3 separate regions of the Mus musculus genome follow, and regions 1 and 3 are each linked to region 2. The links are chromatin contacts, called in public Hi-C and HiChIP or PLAC-seq maps. All regions are on one chromosome and are shown on one strand. Each heading gives the region's core, a stretch centred on a gene start, on an enhancer-like site or on the middle of the called end of the contact. The rest is flanking DNA. Distances are from core to core; before and after follow the strand shown.

Region 1 (3,907 bases), core at 662-3,161, 450 kb before region 2:
AGCCAAGTCTGGCTCCCGTCAAGCACTTAAGTGGAAGACCTACTGTATTTTATATGAGTGATGACTACTGCTGCATTTCAAAGCAAACAGTCAGCCAGATTGTGGACGAGGAAGCAGGATCTCCAGGCAAATTCAATCAGGTCCAAAGCTCCGGTGCGGCCTATCAGCTTTCCGTTTTATGTGGTTGAGGAAGGGGCTCATGTGCAGGAGCAGGAGCCGGAGACAAAGAGGTAAGCTGAGAATAAATCCGCAGAACGCCGCACCTCAGACATCTCAACTGTTCTCCACAATTCATCTTTAGAGCTTCTTTAGAAAGAGAATAATATGATTTGACTAGCTTTTTGGTTTGGTTTGGTTTGGTTTTGGTTTTTCAAAACAGGATTTCTCCAAGTCCTGGAACTGTCCTGGAACTCTCTTCTCTGTAGACCAGGTACGCCCTGAACTCACAGCGATTTACCCGCCTCTGCTTTACAGTGCTAGGATTAAAGGCGTGCACCAGCACTGCCCGGCTTGATTAATATTTTTAAATAAGTAGTGTTGACACGGCTTTGCAAACACATCAAGGAGTCCTATGTAGTTTGAACTAATAATTTTTAAGTGCAGAAATTTTTAAAAGGGATAATCAGAGACAAAATTATGTATGTGCAAGACTATACATTGAAGTGTGTTCATTATGACACGACATGCTAAGTAATTAACAATGATCAGAAAAATTATGATATGCTCAGCAGCTAGATTGTTGTAAATGAATGCATCCAATAATATTTAAAGATACAGGGAAGGACTGGGGAGATGGCTCAAGCCCTTAAAAATGCTCGCCATGAATATCTGACTCCCCAGGTTCAAGCCTAGAACCCGGCTGACGTAGTGGTCCTCCTCTGCGATGCCAGCACTCTTGCAGTGAGATGAGAGGAAGGGGCAGAAGAATGGCCGGGAAGTTCATGGGCCAGCTAACCTGGAGCCCACAGCACTGCAGTAGAAATGAAAGATCCTGTGCCTCAGCCAACTCTCAAAAGGTGTCCTCTGACCTCCAGGTGCACACAGGCTGTGTCAGCCCTCCCTGAAATAAATATGGGTTTTCAAAGTGTCTTTCAAGGTACACAAAAGCATTCACAATAAAGTTCAACTAACCAAGACAAGTTACAAACAGCAATGCAGTGAATTGATTCTATTTTAAGAATAAAGGAGAACTACGCAGACTAAATAGTAGGACTTGAACCCTGACCCCTCAAATTCAAATAGCGGGCATTAATAATTTCCTTTTTTCCAAGTTCTCTTTTTTAATGATACAGTTGCTTATTTGTAAAATTTCTAGATATGTGCTCTCCTTCTCCCCTTGCCTTACCCCCTCTCTCCATGTGGCCATGCCCTCTACTTCTCTCGCCCCCCACCTCTGCCTTTCTACAATAGTCTATTTTACTAATAGCAAAAAAGTCAAAACCTAAAATATATTAAAATTATGTTTTATATATATGTATGTATGTGTGATTATATATATAATATATATTAATATATATAATATATATTAATTACACACACATACATAGTCTCCATAAATGTAGAATGAATTCATAGCTGTGCTGGCTAATTTTATGTCAACATGGCAAAAGCTAGAGTCATCTGAAAAGAGGGAATCTCAATTCAGAAAAAAGGCCTCTGTAGGACTGTGAAAGGCAGTCTGTGTTCTTGTCGAATGAGGCATACTCGGGAGACCCAGTAGAAAAATCTACAAAGGACCGAATGCTTAAGCGATGCTCCCAGACACAAGCTCCTGACACGTCAACTCTTCAACTCCATAATCCTGTGATGATCAGTCATGTAGACAATGTCCCAAGCTCCTGGTATTTTGGCTATAGCTCCACCCCACAGTTACCTGGCAACAGCAAGGTAGCCCAGCCCACAATAAAAGGGGCTGCTCGGGGCCCCTCCTCTCTCTCTTAAGCTTTTGCTCTCTCTTTGTCTCTTACCTCTCGCTCTCCTCTCCTTCTCCCCTTCCCTTTCCCCCTCTCTTCATGTGTTCATGCCCTCTACTTCTCTGCCCTTCTCTCTCTCTCTGTCTTTCTACAATAAATGCCTTCAAACCATGGACCGTATCTGCTCATCAAGATCCACCTTACTGGAGCAATAGGACAGGCTTCCCGCACCAAGCCCAGCGTGTAACCTCCTGCCGGGAGGCCTTCCTGTGCTCCAGCAGCCAACCCAAGCTGCCCACCGAACTAGCAGTCTGAGCTAGCCAGACTCTCTTGTCCCCGTGGTAACCCACTAGAGTTCTCCCCTTAACCTTTCCCCTTCCGCCCCCAGGCCAGAGTCTGCCTGAGGTTCTGTTCTCAGCTCTTCCAAGACATACAGTGGTCTGGGATGTCCAAGAGCGAGAACCTGTTGTCCGTCCCTGCCCCCGGACGGCCCAAGGATTCCAAAACTGGCTCTCCTCTGTGGTGCCCATGAGTTGGGGCTGAGACTGCGCCTCCCCCCTGCCCCCCGGAGTGGAGTCCTGTGGCCTATGAGGCCCTACGCCTGTCCCACGTTGGTTCTGTGGGGTCCCGCGGCAGTCTCCCCTAGCTCTGGTGGAACATGGGTCTCTTCCACCCCTTTATTTCCCCACACACGTTGCCCCACAGGTCTCCCTCCATAAGTTTCAACTGCATCAGGTCCTGCCTCCAGGTTCCATCCCTGCTTGAATTCCTGTCCTGGCTTTGTAATGAACGACTATGTGGAACTATAAACCAAACAAATAAACTGTCCCCGCCCCCCAACTTGCTTTGGTCATGGTGTTTTATCACAGTGATAGCGAGCCTAGCAAGGACAATAGCTTTGACAACCTAGAAATATATATATATATATTTTTTAATGATCACTCTGGGAGGCATTGTGCAGAACAGATTGAGAAGAGGCTTATGTGGGAGGGAGAGAAATAAATGAGATGATTCCATGCTCACTGCCCAAACAAAAGGCAGCGAGGTTTCATGAAGGAGGGCAAAGTAGATATGGATTCTAGACACAGGAAGGATTAAAACAGGAAAGGCTTCTTCCTCTGTACGAATGGAGGAACCCAGAGGCAAGCACAGTGGCCACATTTCAGACCCTAATAGTCCTCCAGCGTGTGTCCTGATCTTAGAGGGTAAAGGCAGTTTGGAGAAGACAGCTACAGCTTAAGTCCTGCTTTGGGCATGGGTTTGAGCTATTCATGGGATATTGAGATAGACAAGTCCGGTCAATGAAAGTTGTGTATGCAGTTGTATAATTCACTGGTACCTACTTCCTGATCATCTACAGTGTTCTTCCAAATGTCTGGCTTGCACACACAACAACATATACAACAAAGCAGAGCTTTTGTTCCAGTTGGGGACTAGATGCTTTAAGCTCAGTATAGACATCTGGGCTGAAGGCAGACTTCCAGAGTCAACAGGCAGGAGATGGTTACAATAGACATCTGTGCTGGAGATAAACATTAGGACTCAACACCTGGAGGTGGTGGGCGGAAACCCTGGGAGATGTGAGTGAGACGTGCTCCTGAGTAAGGCAGGAAGGGGGAGAAGGTGGGCTGGTTTGGGGTCAGGTTCAGTAAGGCTATTGCTTTTCTGTGGAGCAGAGGACCTCACTACTCTGACTGACACTTGTCAGAAAATGGCTTTACCCATGATAATTACTTTCTAACTCTGTCCAACCCCCCGGGAGACTGGCAGATCCCCGTATCTCTCCTGGACTTGGTTTTCCGAAACAGTGATGATGAAGTTTTAACCTGCTTTGATCTCTTTCCTGCCTCGGGGATTGGAATGTTCTTCCTTCTGTCCTTCCAGTCCTTGATCCTCCTTGTCATTAAGATCCCAGCTTACCTCACCCTTCTGAAGGAGGAATTCTTTGATCGTCTGGTATAAAGCTGTGTTCGTTTTCAGTCAACTTGTCATAA
Region 2 (4,505 bases), core at 583-3,082:
TCATTCAGTGAGGAACTGACATCCATCTTCTGATTTGAACCACAAAGCTTTTAGAGCGCCAGTATTTTATCTACATTTGATCTTCCCCAGAAATTGGAGTGGCTTCAAGGCTTCAGAAAGCTCTCTGCCTCGTCTAGACTGAGTCTTGTGGGAAGGTGGTTTCCTCTTAGTCCCAGCATGTGTGGCAGCCCTGTCTCATGAGCTGTCTAACTGACAGACTTTCACTTTTAAGGATTTACAAAACCAGGGTCCCCCTAACCCAACCCTGCCACACCCTCATTTTCATCCTCATTGGATTCATGATTGCTAGGGGTTGAGAAAATTAGGACTAATTTTCTCTGTCTTTCTTAGTTGACTTGTGGTTATTTATTGAGTATATCTGCTCTGCAGGCCAATGGTAAGGGGTAGGGATGCTGGGACAAAGAAATGTGAGGTCTTTTTCCATCTTTCATCCCTGTTTCAATCTGACTCCAGGAAAAATAGTAGAACTCATGCAGCAAGTTAAATGGAGCAAATTTAACAGTGGCAATGAACTAATAAGAACTGTGAGGCTACAGAGACGGAGAGACAGTGGTTTAGAGACTAAGGACAGAGCAAGCGGCAGCCATCCATCCATAGGGCTGTAAGGAGCACGAAAGGTGAGCTCCTTACTAAAAGTCTGGAGAGCACAGCATAATGAGGATGCAGAGGAAGAAGTTGAACCAAGAGTGCTAAGACAGCAGAGAGTAGGCAACCAGAAACACACTCCAGAACAGTGGCAGGCATAGGAGGACCCCAGCATCTTCTCCTGCCATCCAACCTTTTCCCCAGCATCTCTGACCGGAAGATGAACAGGATGCCACAAGAGTCTGATAACAAGAGCTTACAGGGGCAGCTTTCTGCACTACAGGGTATGGAAGGGTGGGGAGAGGAAGAAGGACCGTCAAACTTCTCCCTTCCTTTTCTCCAGTCTCACCATCTTCCCTCCTTCCGCCTTCAGTTATTACCACACTGAAACATCAGATATGATAAAAGGTTTGTTCCATATCCGATCTTAAACCACTTAGTGTCTTCAAAACCAGAGCTCAATGTCTTCCTTTGTACCCATAGCCTTGATGAAGCTGGGTTTGTCCTCCTGGTCAAATATCACTTTTCAGCTCTTTCCTACTACCTACGAGATGGTTCTTGGAAGGCAAAGACCTAGATCTGCCTTTTTGCTTGTCTCCTTGTCTTTGGCCAGCCTTTTCTGGATGCTAGGTCTGAACAAAATAGCACATTTGCACAAGAAGACAGGACAGAAAGTCTTGGGTGTTTTCAAATTGGTTATATCAATTAAACCAGGGGATCAGAAGCCCAGTTCAGAAACTTGAGACAAAACTGGGAACCTAAGGCATCTCATCGCCAGTGGAAGCACACAGAAAGGGGACTGAACAGACTTGGAACAAGTAGGCTGCAAAAGGGCTTTTGTTAACTGGCTCAACTGCATAACACGTTGCTCTGGTCTGAAGATGGGGTATTGGCTCCATTCCTTTCAGGGTGGTAGAGCTCATCAGAGCATTGCATATTCCTTTAAGCTAGGGCAGACATAGACTTCCCTAAAAGTGCCAGATAGTAAATCTTCTAGGCTTTGCTGGAAACACGATCTCTGATGCAACTGACTGGACTGCATCATTAAAGAGCCAAAGCAGCCACAGATAATATGTCAACAAGTGGGTGTGGCTGCGCTCCACCCAAATCACTTAGGAAATGGAAATTAGCCTTCAGGCTGAGTTCCAGTAACTGGTGGGGATGTGGGGAGGCTTTGTCTCCAGGCTGGATAGCCAGCACCATAGTAAGGGCCCTTGGGTTTCAGAAACAATTCCATGATTGGGTATCACTGTGATTCACCGTCTATCGTGCTTCCCTAACCTGTGCCCTCCCTAACCTGTGCCCTTCCTAGCCTGTGCCCTCCCTAACCTGTGCCTTCCCTAACCTGTGCCTTCCCTAACCTGTGTCTCCTCTAAGCTCCTCAGTAACTTCTCTTGTTACTGTCTGGTATGTCGTGCTGGGTTCCTCTGAGCCTATGCTCACTCACTGCAGCCTCTCCAGCACTGCCTATCTTCTCTTTGCTTGGAAATTGCTCGTCCTTTCCTATCAGCTGCATGTACTGGAGGTGTGTGAAACATGGAGAGTTATGGCAAATGCTCTCAGTACATCCAGACTACATTAAATAATCTCTGTGAGATAGCTATTGCTTTTTTGGTTCCCAAAATGATATTTTGCACTTGAAGAACTAAATGACACTAGCAGTAGATAGTGGATGCCATAGCTGGATTACAGAGTATTGTTTTTTAGGATACCATCAAGTGATAACTTATTATCTTATAGAGTAGGAAGTTTAGCAATGAGATCCTCATAGTTTCTCTGCCCCCCACCCCCACCCCAAAAGACTATCAGCAGGCTATGGATAGGAAGCATTTAGTATCAATTACACTCCCAGCAACGAGCTGGGTGGCATGCCTCCTGGCTTCCTCTTAACCTCTCTTGAACTTGGTAGCATAATGTTAGCTTCACCAGGCTTCCTTTAGGGGCCCTGAAATCCTCTGTGATTTCTCCTATCACGTCTTCTAGCAGAAGAACAAATTCACCTTACTCCCCGTATTCTCTGATAATGTACTTATATATTTTACAAAACTGATGATAGCATTTCCGTGTGTGTGTGTGTATGTGTGTGTGTTGTATTATATATATATTACCATATATATTTTCTGGGACAGTGTTTCTCTGTGTAGCTGTCCTGTAACTCATTTTGTGGACCAGGCTGGCCTTGAACTCAGATATCTGCCTGCCTCTGCCTCCAAGTGCTGGGATTAAAGGCATGTGCCACCACCCAGCTACTCTTACAATTTAACATATGCACCTAAATTTCAAATTTCCTAGTAGACTTCAAGATTAGCCAATCTCTGTATCCAAAAGCAATATGCATACTTAATGAGTGTGTAATATGTCTTTGTCGTACTACTGTTGCCAAGTTTTATACTTGTAGTTTGTTTAATCCATTCATAAGAAGGTTGTTATTTTTATTGTCCCTATAGCATATCCAATGCTTCCATAGACTCAATTCATTTTCCCTTTCTTATTTTTCTTATCTTTACTTCTACAAGTTCTCTTTTTTAGTGAAGTGCTTTGGATGGCTAAGTGGGTATAGAGAGATCTCTTCATGCTAACTTGATTTCAACATATACTTTCAAAAATCTTTTTATTGTCCTTCTGTGGCTTGACTATTTGCGCATTTTAGGGCCATTTATATTGAATAACTATTAACTACAATTTCTCCTGCTTTGGATCTTGGCAATCCTTCTGATATGCACTGCCTGTTGTTTATATTTTGGAATTCCTGCATCGTGAGCTGATGGTCTGTGTAAATTAGCTCACATGGGTCTTCTTCATATCACATCCACACTGCACTGTGGACTGCTGTCTGGGTTCCTCAGTGTGAAGGAACTAGTATGTATCTAGGGATGAAGAGTGAGAATTCCAGTACTTGGAATCCCTTGGATCAATTTTGACTGTGGGATTCACTCCCCAAAGTTGTGGAAAGTAGAAAAGTAAAAGACTTCCCAGCTCTCCAGCCACAGATGCTACAGGGGAGACTTAAGGACATCAGCAGACAAGAGGCATGAAGGTTTTGCAGCACCTTCCAGATAGTCTCTTGAGAAGAAGATGAACATGCACTGAACAAACACTCTCTATAAAGAGTCAGTCTCCTATTTTAACTCTTGCAAGTCTTTCATGACTTTTCTTATGCATTCCTAGATTTTTCTCTACTTCCCTATTTAATTAGAAACTTCTTATTCAGCCAGAAAGACAGTAATAGCCTATGGATGATAGAACATTGGTTCCTTCTTCTGAGTAGTGTCCTCTTGGGCACTTCAGGCTACTGGACTCAGTAGTACTGGTCCACATGGAATTGCTGAGTTCTAAAAGTCTCAAGACACAGAAAAAAGCTTCCTGGTCTTGTTCTGTCCTTCTAAAGGCTGTACAGGATTCCACATCCATAAAGAATGATCTATTTCCCTGTGCAATGCCCACAGAGTTTGTTCCCTGTTAGTTTCCACACTGAAAAGTCAAGTCAATTGTGTCACATCACTGTGTTCCTTTATTCCTTTCCTAATGCTGTGAAGACACACCATTAACACGGTAACTAATAAACAAAAATCATTAGTATGGGCCTTGTAGTTCCAGAGCGTTACAGCCCATGACCTTTGTGGCAAGCAGTATGGTAGCAGGCACGTGCAGAGATAGCTGAGAGCTCACATCTCAATCCACAAGCACGAGGCGGAGAGAGAGCTAACTAGGAATGTTATGGGCTTTTAAAACTACAAGCAGGTCTACCTCTTCTAACAAGGCCATATCTCATAATCCTTCCATTAACTGGGGACTAAGGATTTAAATATACGAGCCTATGGGGGCCATTCTCATTTAAGCCACCACACTGTGGATCCCTTATTTTTCTGTTTTGCTTGCATCTTTAAGGCATGATGGAT
Region 3 (4,341 bases), core at 450-2,949, 390 kb before region 2:
TCGCTTTGAGTTTTCTTTATTGTGTCTACTTCCCTTTTTAGGTCTAGTATGGTTTTGTTCATTTCCATCACCTGTTTGTATGTTTTTTCCTCTTTTTCTGTAAGGACTTCTACCTGTTTGATTGTGTTTTCCTGTTTTTCTTTAAGGACTTGTAACTCTTTAGCAGTGTTCTCCTGTATTTCTTTAAGTGATTTATTAAAGTCCTTCTTGATGTCCTCTACCATCATCATGAGATATGCTTTTAAATCTAGGTCTAGGTTCTCAGGTGTGTTGGGGTTCCCTGGACTGGGCGAAGTGGGTGTGCTGGGTTCTGGTGATGGTGAGTGGTCTTGGTTCCTGTTAGTAAGATTCCTCCGTTTACCTTTCGCCATCTGGTAATCTCTGGAGTTAGTAGTTATAGTTGACTCTGTTTAGAGATTGTTCTTCTGGTGATTCTGTTACCGTCTATCAGCAGACCTGGGAGACAGATTCTCTCCTCTGAGTTTCAGTGCTCAGAGCACTCTCTGCTGGCAAGCTCTCTTACAGGGAAGGTGCGCAGATATCTTGTATTTGGACCTCCTCCTGGCCGAAGAAGAAGGCCCAAAACAGGACCTTTCTCAGACACTGTGTTGCTTTGGCAGTTCCCAGGTGGTACAGACTCTCACCTAAGCAGACTAAATTCCTAAGTTCCTTGGAGTCCCGGGACCAAGATGGCGACCGCTGCTGCTGTGGCTTAGGTTGCCTCCCCAGCCGGGCGGGCACCTGTCCTCTGGTCCGGAAGGTGGCCGGCTGTCCCCGGCCCACACAGGGTGCTGCCTCAGCGCCTCTGTGCTTCTGCCTGTTCCAGAAGCTGTCAGGTTCTCTGGCGCACCCTCTCACCTGTTCAGACTAATTTCCTAAGTTCGGCGGGTCTCGGACCAAGATGGCGACCGCTGCTGCTGTGGCTTAGGCCGCCTCCCCAGCCGGGTGGGCACCTGTCCTCTGGTCCGGAAGGTGGCCGGCTGTCCCCAGCCCACGCAGGGTGCTGCCTCAGCGCCTCTGTGCTTCCGCCTGTTCCAGAAGCTGTCAGGTTCTCTGGCGCACCCTCTCACCTGTTCAGACTAATTTCCTAAGTTCGGCGGGTCCCGGACCAAGATGGCGACCGCTGCTGCTGTGGCTTAGGTCGCCTCCCCAGCCGGGCGGGCACCTGTCCTCCGGTCCGGAAGGTGGCCGGCTGTCCCCGGCCCACACAGGGTGCTGCCTCAGCGCCTCTGTGCTTCTGCCTGTTCCAGAAGCTGTCAGGTTCTCTGGCGCACCCTCTCACCTGTTCAGACTAATTTCCTAAGTTCGGCGGGTCCCGGACCAAGATGGCGACCGCTGCTGCTGTGGCTTAGGCCGCCTCCCCAGCCGGGTGGGCACCTGTCCTCTGGTCCGGAAGGTGGCCGGCTGTCCCCGGCCCACGCAGGGTGCTGCCTCAGCGCCTCTGTGCTTCCGCCTGTTCCAGAAGCTGTCAGGTTCTCTGGCGCACCCTCTCACCTGTTCAGACTAATTTCCTAAGTTCGGCGGGTCCCGGACCCTCACCTTCTTTTTCACTCTGCCGAGGGTTAGCTCTTTAAATGGCATTGTCATCCTGAGCATGGGGATGTCTTTGCCAAGGGCCCTGGCACCGTCACTGAGCCTCCAGACCTCTCTGGGTCACTGGCTACAGAGTACCTCATTCCTGACAGATCCTGGCACTTGTTAGCTGTGTGACATTGGTGAGGCACTTAAGCCTGACCTTCCTTGCAGACAGTCTGGTTTACTCCCCAAACTGGGGCTCCAAAGTCCCTGGTGAAGCATGTCACTGTTCTGGGTGAAGTGACATCAACCAATTAAAAACAGGACATTCGCTAATAAGGCACCTGCTTTGTCAGAGCACTAGTGGTGTGTGTGTGTGTGTGTGTGTGTGTGTGTGTGTGTGTGTGTGTTCGTTCTGGTGGTGGCAGCAATAGTGGTTGGGGGAAATGCTGATAGTGTGATGGTATTGGTAAGTGGAGGGCTGACTGTGTACTTCAGAAATGACAACTTGATAGTCTCATTACAGCAAATACAGCTATGCTCTTGGATAGTCAGGCTCTGTCTTAGGCTACTGTTGACTACCTCTTTTCTTCTGGTGCCTTTTGCATGTTTAAAGATACTTGAGAGGGAAACAATGTGGTAGACAACTTTCTCTTATAAAATGAAGATAATGTCCTCCCCCTTTAAGAGCAGTGATTCAGTGGTTGTGTAAGAGGCCAGCCATATTTAGAGCCCCTCGGTTTGGTGATGAGCTCTGAGGTACATCAAAGGCGGCATCACCTGTGGGAGGAGAGGTTGCTCACTGCAATTAAGCCTCCTCTCTGAAAGATGCTATTAAGATGGCCTGAAGACTAGTCACAGGACGGGAGAAAATATTTACAAAACACATGTCTGATAAAGGAGTTATATTCAAAGTATACACAGAGCTTGTGAACTCAATGATAAGAAAACAATTTAATCTAAATAGAGGCCTTATCAAATGAGATACTAGAAAGGCAAATGCTTGTGTGGATAGAGGAACAAAGTTATTTGTCATCAGGGAGTTACAAGATATCAAGACCATGAGGTATTATTACCCTGCAACTGTTAGAAGCCCAACCCAGTGTGAAAGGAGAGTTTCAGGCACTGCTTGTGAATGAAAGTTGTGCTTCTAATGTTTAGCTATGAAGAAAAGCATGGTCATTTCTTACAAAACTATTTAAATATACTCTCATCATGTAATGTAGCGATTGTATTTGCAGATATGTCTCAACTGGTTTAAAACAGGCCTGAAGAAAACCACACACTATCATCTTACTTGCATAATTAAGGCATGGGAAATTCATAGCCACACAATGTCCTGCAATAAGCAAACAACTAGACAAATTGTGGCATGTATGTAAGATGGAATATTATCTCATGATTTTTTTCCCTCCATGACAGGGTTTCTTCATTTTAGCCTTGGCTGTCCTGGAACTAGCTCTGCAGACCAGGTTGTCCTTGAACTCAAGAGATCCTCCTGCCTCTGCCTCCCAAGTGCTGGGATTAAAGACATGTACCACCATCACCCAGCATATTTCATGATTTTTGAAAACCAAGAAACTATCAAGTTATGAAAAGACAAAGCTAGATTATAGTACATGTTGCTAAATAAGGGAATCTTATCTGAAATGGCCACATACCATATAACCCCCACACATGTTCTAGAAACAGGAGCACCACAGCCACAATAAAAGGGTCAGTAGTTCCCAGGGTTCCCAAAGACTGAATAGAAGGTAATTTAGTAGCAAGTAATTTTCTATAGCACTTATTATTTTTTAAAAAAGATTTATTTATTTATATGTAAGTACACTGTAGCTGTTACAGATGGTTGTGAGCCAGTTGTAAGCCACCATATGGTTGTTGGGATTTGAACTCCAGACCTTCGGAAGAGCAGTCAGGTGCTCTTACCCATTGAGCCATCTCACCAGCCTCCTAGGAGGCACTTATTAAACTAAGTAGTACACAACTAACCTTAAAGTATCACATTTTGAGCATCATCCAAATGCTAAGCTTTCCAGGATAGATTTTTACAACGTGACAAAACAGTATAACCCTGAAGAGTTTTTAAACATTTATTTATTTTGTGTGTTTGAGCATTTTGCCTTCATGCACCAAGTGCTTGCCTGGTGGCCTCAGACCTCCTGGAAATGGTGTTAGGGATGGTTGTGAAATGCCTGTGTATGCTGGGAATCAACCAGGCTCCTATGGAAAAGTAGCCAGTGCTTTTAGCTGCTGAGTTATCTCTCTAGAACCACTCTTCCTCCCCCCACCCCAACATACTATTATTTAAATGTATGTAAAAATCACAGTGAAGGCTGGGGAGATGGCTCAGTCAGTGGTTAAGAACACCAACTGCTTTTTCAGACAGAGGTCATGAGTTCAGTTCCCAGAAACCACATGGTGGCTTACAACCATCTGTAATGGTTGCCCTCTGCTGGTGTGTCTGAAGACAGCTACAGTGTACACATATACATAAAATGAATAAATAATTTTAAAATCACAGTGAACGTTTGTGGTGGGGAATAAAACACTGCTGTCTTGAGTAACTTTGGTGATGAATGAGATCTACAAAATTAAAGGCAAAATGAGATGTGTTCAAGTCCTTGTTATGGTTTGACTCTGGAATGTCCAGCACAGGTTCACGTCCTGAATGGCTTCTCCTCGGCTCTAGATGCTGTTTTGAAGAAGTCAGATCTAGCTGGAAGAGTAGGTTACTAGGAATAGGCCCTTAAACGCTATGCCTGCCTCCTCATTCTGGCTTGCTTTTCTGCCTCCTGTGGTCTATACCATATGGCAGTTCCCACA

Evidence for each region. Hi-C and Micro-C count contacts between places; a contact is called where the count stands out from the background. HiChIP or PLAC-seq counts read pairs in DNA pulled down with a chosen protein or histone mark.
Region 1: a contact with region 2 is called in an H3K27ac HiChIP or PLAC-seq map of embryonic stem cells, with 7 read pairs. The contact joins two enhancer-like sites. A contact is called at or near these places in 2 of 115 datasets of contacts at active chromatin or transcription factors (craniofacial prominence and embryonic stem cells).
Region 3: a Hi-C map of embryonic stem cells shows a contact between it and region 2, with 2.1 times the contacts expected there. The contact joins two enhancer-like sites. A contact is called at or near these places in 1 of 484 Hi-C or Micro-C datasets (embryonic stem cells) and 2 of 115 datasets of contacts at active chromatin or transcription factors (acute myeloid leukemia and embryonic stem cells).

What each region holds. Positions count from the first base shown.
Region 1 is chr4:105,238,565-105,242,471 of GRCm38.p6, forward strand. No RefSeq gene overlaps it. Among named protein-coding and RNA genes, the nearest start is that of Gm40217, 79 kb to the right of the region's middle. Within about 2 kb of position 1,912, at least 11 of the 459 cell types and tissues checked have an H3K27ac peak or open chromatin away from gene starts, as enhancers often do. A contact at or near this core is called in embryonic stem cells, where this site is marked.
Region 2 is chr4:105,690,904-105,695,408 of GRCm38.p6, forward strand. No RefSeq gene overlaps it. Among named protein-coding and RNA genes, the nearest start is that of Gm29922, 150 kb to the right of the region's middle. Within about 2 kb of position 1,833, at least 14 of the 459 cell types and tissues checked have an H3K27ac peak or open chromatin away from gene starts, as enhancers often do. A contact at or near this core is called in embryonic stem cells, where this site is marked.
Region 3 is chr4:105,297,847-105,302,187 of GRCm38.p6, forward strand. No RefSeq gene overlaps it. Among named protein-coding and RNA genes, the nearest start is that of Gm40217, 19 kb to the right of the region's middle. Within about 2 kb of position 1,700, at least 4 of the 459 cell types and tissues checked have an H3K27ac peak or open chromatin away from gene starts, as enhancers often do. A contact at or near this core is called in embryonic stem cells, where this site is marked.